2 separate regions of the Canis lupus genome follow, and region 2 is linked to region 1. A link is a contact called in public Hi-C data. All regions are on one chromosome and are shown on one strand. Each heading gives the region's core, a stretch centred on a gene start, on an enhancer-like site or on the middle of the called end of the contact. The rest is flanking DNA. Distances are from core to core; before and after follow the strand shown.

What was found. Hi-C and Micro-C count contacts between places; a contact is called where the count stands out from the background.
Region 2: a Hi-C map of skin fibroblasts shows a contact between it and region 1, with 2.9 times the contacts expected there. The contact joins two enhancer-like sites. A contact is called at or near these places in 3 of 9 Hi-C or Micro-C datasets (amygdala, blood and skin fibroblasts).

What each region holds. Positions count from the first base shown.
Region 1 is chr8:30,473,753-30,476,788 of UU_Cfam_GSD_1.0, forward strand. The region is part of intron 10 of LOC119876491 (a long non-coding RNA gene); the gene reads right to left. Among named protein-coding and RNA genes, the nearest start is that of BMP4, 170 kb to the left of the region's middle. Within about 2 kb of position 1,584, at least 2 of the 20 cell types and tissues checked have an H3K27ac peak or open chromatin away from gene starts, as enhancers often do.
Region 2 is chr8:30,608,738-30,611,773 of UU_Cfam_GSD_1.0, forward strand. All of the region lies in intron 2 of LOC119876491 (a long non-coding RNA gene), which reads right to left. Among named protein-coding and RNA genes, the nearest start is that of CDKN3, 38 kb to the right of the region's middle. Within about 2 kb of position 1,539, at least 5 of the 20 cell types and tissues checked have an H3K27ac peak or open chromatin away from gene starts, as enhancers often do.

The sequences.
Region 1 (3,036 bases), core at 334-2,833:
TAAATTTTTATTTATTTATTTATGATAGTCACAGAGAGAGAGAGAGAGAGAGAGAGAGAGAGAGGCAGAGACACAGGCAGAGACAGAAGCAGGCTCCATGCACCGGGAGCCCGACGTGGGATTCGATCCCGGGTCTCCAGGATCGTGCCCTGGGCCAAAGGCAGGCGCTAAACCGCTGCGCCACCCAGGGATCCCTGCTTTGTTCTTTTTAAAAGAATAAACTGGACCCTAACATTTTCCTGTCTTCTACCAAATTTAGGAACTATCACATTTTCTTGTTTTTTTCTTTCTAAGTCTATAAACTTCAAAATATTTTCTGCCAGGTTGGCAAAACTCCAATAAGCCCTTCACCACTGCAATTAAAGTGATTTTCCATCTGAATATAACCCTAAAAAGACATTATAAGAGCTCTATATAAATCTATTTTAATAAAGAATTTCCCTCACTGAGCATATTTTCATACTTATCACAAACATGTATACATCCTCACGATATTCAGATTATTCTAGGAATTGTGAGTCAAAAAAAACAGCAGTGGTCAAAAAGGGAAGCTTAGGATCCTCCTTTGAAAGCAAACAGTACCTAGAAAGAAAAAAAGAAAAGGAGAAGCAGGCTTTTATTTCTTTTAAAGTTGATATAACATAAAACAAACTAAACCCATGGTAGAGCCAGACAAAGTCAAACAATATATCAACTTCGAAGAGAAGATGCAGCAGGGAATGCTGTGTTACAAAGCATTATTCTTATGTCATCACCATTTCCAGAAAATGCTCAAAGCTCCAACATTTGTTCACTTAGTGCAGGATTCACTTCTCAGCTGAGGAGGACCTTAGGAACAGTACACTTAGCACTCAGCAGTTATTTGACCTATTTTACTAATGTGTTTGGGAAGGAGGTTAATTAACAGTGGATGGCTATATCCTTAAGCTTAATTTTTCCAACAGCCCTGCTCATAAAAGGAAAAATTGAGTATGTATTGAAGGAAGCAAGCAATTAAGTTGCACAAATAGTGAGCTCATTGAACTGCAGCTGACTTCTATCATGTCAAAGAACAACTAAACACAGAAGCAATAAAAAGATTGTTGCCACGACCACCACTGAGAACCGACTGGCAATAAAGATGAATAACTTCCTACTTGAAGATTACTTGATTAAAGCTCTTTAGAAACCAAATGTTACACATAGGCATAAATGGAGCAAAATATTTTAATGCGTGTTTGGCAGGTTCAGAAACATTTTATAGTCAATTTTAAATGAAGGTTTATACAACAACAGTAAACTCCACTTAAAACAGCCTTTCCAACTGCTGTTCTTGCAAGCAAGCGGCTGTGTTCCTGGGGAAATCTTGAACTGTACTGTGGGATAAAAGTCCCATATCTAACAGAGTAAGGGGAGGGCGTTGGGGAGCCGAATTCCACAGGACCAAGTCCTCTGAAACCAAACCCAAGAGCAGAGCCAGAGAAGCCCATTCAGATGGCTGTGACCCTTGAAGGCAAGTAAACAGACTCCCTGGAGCAACAACCAGGAAATCTCTCTTTCCCCAACAACACTCTGCTCCCCTGCCCACCTCCCAAAGCTCTGAGAGGTCAAGTTTTAGCCCAAGCTGCCCTTCAAAAGAGTGTATTCACATCTAGGAGTTCAATACAGGTTGGCATCAGAACTGGCTCCCAGGACTATCAGTGTCAGCGAGGTGGGACAGGCATGATTTGACAAGGAAAATGTGTCTGGCAGAGGATTCTGCTCTCAACTTACAAGTGTCTATGGACGTGTCTGGAGAATATCAGCCTCTTTAAGGGCTAGACCCCAGCATTTACCTGCTGCCTTTAGGGGGAATACCAGGAAGAATTAGAAAAGACGAAAAGGATGAGGATTTTGCCGTGAAAGTGGCTCATAAGCTAACATTAAAAACAAAAAGGCAGCAGCAGCTGCCCTTTGCTTTATTGCTCTCAAACCCACTACTGTAGAGAATTAAAGTCAGTCAGTCTATCACAAACTTGTCTGCCACCTCAACTTTATCCTTTCACCCCTGCTACTCCATCTCTAAAATACTGAGGAGAGCTGACCTTCTGAGCATTTCTCCCTGATTGTGCTTTAAGGGATTAGAGCCTTCAGATGATGATGAGCAGTTTTCCCCTCTCCTCAGCTCCAGTCCTCTCTTCCCTCACTCAGAAATTTTGCAGTGAGCACCTGTTGGGGCTTTTCTTTTTGTTCCACATGGCACCCTTCAGCATGCTGGGTATACGGTAAGTGTTTAATGCATGCTTTGGGGCTATAAACAGCAGGAAAGGCTCATCTTTATGTTCTTTTTGAAGATTTGTTTTATTTTAACCATCTTGTTGAAATAATCAAGGAAATCAAAACTAGAGAAGCAATTTTATGCTACAACATAGGAAAAAAAAAAAGATACATTCTCAGTTTTCTTGGATAGAAAATGGGACCTAAAATGGCCTGAAGAAATGGTTAAGTACATGGTACCTTAATTCCACAATCTAGTCAGACAGATCCACCCTTTACACACTATTTTCGAGAGATTCAGAGCTGAATTTGATGCCCGGAATTTTTAAATGTTTGATTTGGGGGAATTCTCACTGCAAAGCAAATTTATACTGCCAACTCTGGAAGAGCTTTATCAATGAAAAGTAGATATTTATAATTTTAGTAACATTCTTCCTCGCCGTCTTTCAAGAGGACTAGTCATTGGATATGCATGCCAATCTAATAAAGAAATAAGTTAGGAAAGAGTTAGAATATTTATATAAATGATATTTCACTTGCAGAAAGAAAGCTAGTGGTATACTCCTTTCCTTCCATTTCAGCATCTCCAACTTAAAGCCTTGCATGAGCTTTGAACTCCAGGTACTCCACTAAGACTTTCCACCCCTGTGCACTAAAGTTCTGGAGACAGAATGAATAGCACAGCACCGGAAAGGGGGTGGAAAAAGAAAGTAACAACTGTTCAGAGATGGCAACTGTCTGCTCTCAAGAAACCCCTCCAGGCTTAGGTTCACTATCCAAACTCCAAAGTCCAAGACTCTT
Region 2 (3,036 bases), core at 289-2,788, 130 kb after region 1:
CCTTGAAGTTACTAATTTTTTTTCCTACGATTCACTTGCATGTACAAAAAATCTGAGCACTAGCATCGCCGAAGTTACAAATACAAATTAACCACAGGACTGGATCTCAAGTTTGTGCTTCTACCATGAACAAGGGATTTGGACTGAGCAAAACGACACCATCCACTCTATTTGATTGATGTGGTTATTTTGAACAGTATTTGTTTTGTAGGCATCGGGAATATATGTCCAACTTGATGCACATATAGAATACAATAATAAAAAGGATGTAAGTCAACACCAGGAATGCACGAAGACATTGTTGTCCCTTTAAAGAGGTCTGTACATTTCCCAAGTTTGAGAGGCAGGAGACTCAAGCTCTATTCCTGGAATGCTCCCCTTCATGTAAGAAGCAGTGGGGCAGGTCAAACCAATTAAGTGTTCCTAAAAACAGAGCTCACCAAATACCATGGCTGCAGAATAACACCACCAAGAGCCAGCCAGCAGCTCAGAGTGGGGCACGGAGAGGAATGACCCCGGGGGACACCAAGTTAAAAGCTCGTATTTCACTTCCCTCACTTAGCACTTTCCTTTCAAGCTGCGACCTCTATCGAAGCCATTGAGAACAACATCTCTTCACTCCTCCCAGGAGGGAGCACTCTCTCCTCCAGCTTCTGGGCCAGATTGCAGCCAAATGATCCGTCAGGCACTCCCAGGGGACAGGCAGACATTTGCCCTGCGATCTATAATACAATTTGACCTTCTTTATGTTGAAGTAAACACACCACCTGTCACCTCCGAAAACTCAGCCCTGGAGTCAACCACATCTGGAATCAGCCTATAAACGTAGTCCTGAGATTAATGTTGAACAAGCAAAAAGGCTAAGGTAGCCTGCCACTGGTTTGCACTTACTGACAATTCCCACTCAGCAGCAATACTCGGCTTCCACATGTGGACACCTGAATGCCTCCCCGTCAGCAGCACTACGCTCAGAGTCTCCAAAAACAAGCTTCGGGACACCTTGAAATGCATTTTAGCCTTGTCCAAATCCCCAGCAGGTGGTTTTTCGCTTCCGTGCCCTCAGTGGGCAGAATCAGAAGTGACAAAGCGAGTCCCAAACGTTCAGCCGGGCAGGGTGATGGGGCTGGCTCGCACGACTGCCTCAGGCACATCTGGGGACTCTCCAAGTTTCACCTCTCGTCATTATGGGGCCATAAGCCGGAATCCTAGAAACTCATAAACGCCCAGGACATGTTCAGCGTTGTCATCTACCCCACAAAGATGACCCTTCCAAGAAACTGAAAGGAGAAAAAGAGGCATGAAAACATCCCATCCTGGAGCTAACTGAAGTCCACCTACATTTGATGAAGGGCTAAGTAATGCCATAGAAAGTTCCCATGTCACCAAAAGTGATCTCCCCTCCAATGAGCCTTGCATGTCTTGAGCCCATGACTGGATCATCCGTAACCCCAGTGAGACCTCTAACAGGTTGGCATTGACCCGGGGCGCCCCGCTGAGAATGAGGAAGACTCCCTCACAGCAAATGGGATGGGTCTCCTTGCACACCTCTGCACACCTCTGCACACCTGGGTAGGCTCCAGAGCCACACAAGCCGGGTGCTTGGAACAGTGTCTCTTACTCACAGCTCCCGCGGTATATGCCAGGATTTAGCGGCACAATGTGATCGTATCACAAACATCCTGGCCCTCCTCACTTTACCCCTGAAACCAATTTTGGTGACTGACGCTGCTTTCTTTGCAGCCTTATCAGCCTCTTCTCCCCTTCCGATTGTGGATCTGATCTCCAGCCCAGCATTCCTGTGTTTAGACTGTCTGGCTAAGGGCATTTCCCCTCCCTGCTTAACAAACAGGTTTCCGCAGCCTTCGGATTTGTTTTCTGTTTGTTTCCAACACAAGGCTGACTGCACCGCTTTCTGGGAAGTTCCTAGTTGTTTCAGGGAGTTCCTCATTTTTTCAGGGAGCTCGGCTTCCCGTTTTTTTGGTGTTTTTTTGTTTTGTTTTGTTTTGGTTTTTTGTTTTTTTTCTTTGAGGTGAGTGCCCTGAAGTTAGTAGGAGATCAGCTGAATCATAAAAACAATTCTGCCTCCCCTGAGAAACTGGCTTTCAAAGAAAATCATATTGTTTGCCTGCATATTTGATAAGAATGGACAGGAAAGAAAGCAGAAGTCCTCCAAATCTTCTTCAAACTGGTTTTCCCGTTCTTGCTGCAGCTTCAATCCACCAGAAGTAATGCCACTTGGTCTTCTGTTCGATGGCTCTTGCGAATGTACACTTCTCACTAACGACTCTTAGAACTTCACTCTTACCTCAGTACCTGTAACTGAATATGAGATAGTCATCAACAGTCCTTTTATTCTTTCCCTTTGGGCTTTACTCTTACACATGGAATTGAAATACATGAACACATATTCCTACACACCTCCCCAAGCCAGCTTTGCTTTATCATCTTCCTCCAAGAAGTGGAACACTGTATCCCATAAACAGGGCTGGTAAGGGCATATCTGAGCCAACCTTTTCTTTGGCTGCCTTTCAAAAAGTTGTTTAAAACAAGATATGTTCTTGAACTGGGAAAAGGAATTACACATGATAACCTTGGAAAGCAGCGACTTGCTTTGCCCAACAAATATTATTGCCCAACACCATGACTTAGCAGGGACCGTTGTCTTCAATTACAGGCCAGAGTCATGCCACCAAAACAACTAAATCGAGATGAAATTAATTTCAATGGGACATGCCCTATTGAAATGTTATTCTGAATATGACTATAAAGTTGATATAATTAAATGCTTACCAGATACGGGATCATCATGAAAAAGATAAACCCCCAGAAAATAACAAGTGAGTCCATTACTGGTCCTTAACCTCACCAACTGAATTCTAACAGGAGCACCTGCTCTGGGAATCACCTTTCTGGTCTTAATGAGTGAATTGTCCCAAGACATTCACACCGTTCCTCCCTCCTCAGAACAATGACCACATTTGTAAGAGGGTGGTAGCCAGTGCAATTGCAACATGTCTTTTTTACTAGGCAGAGCTA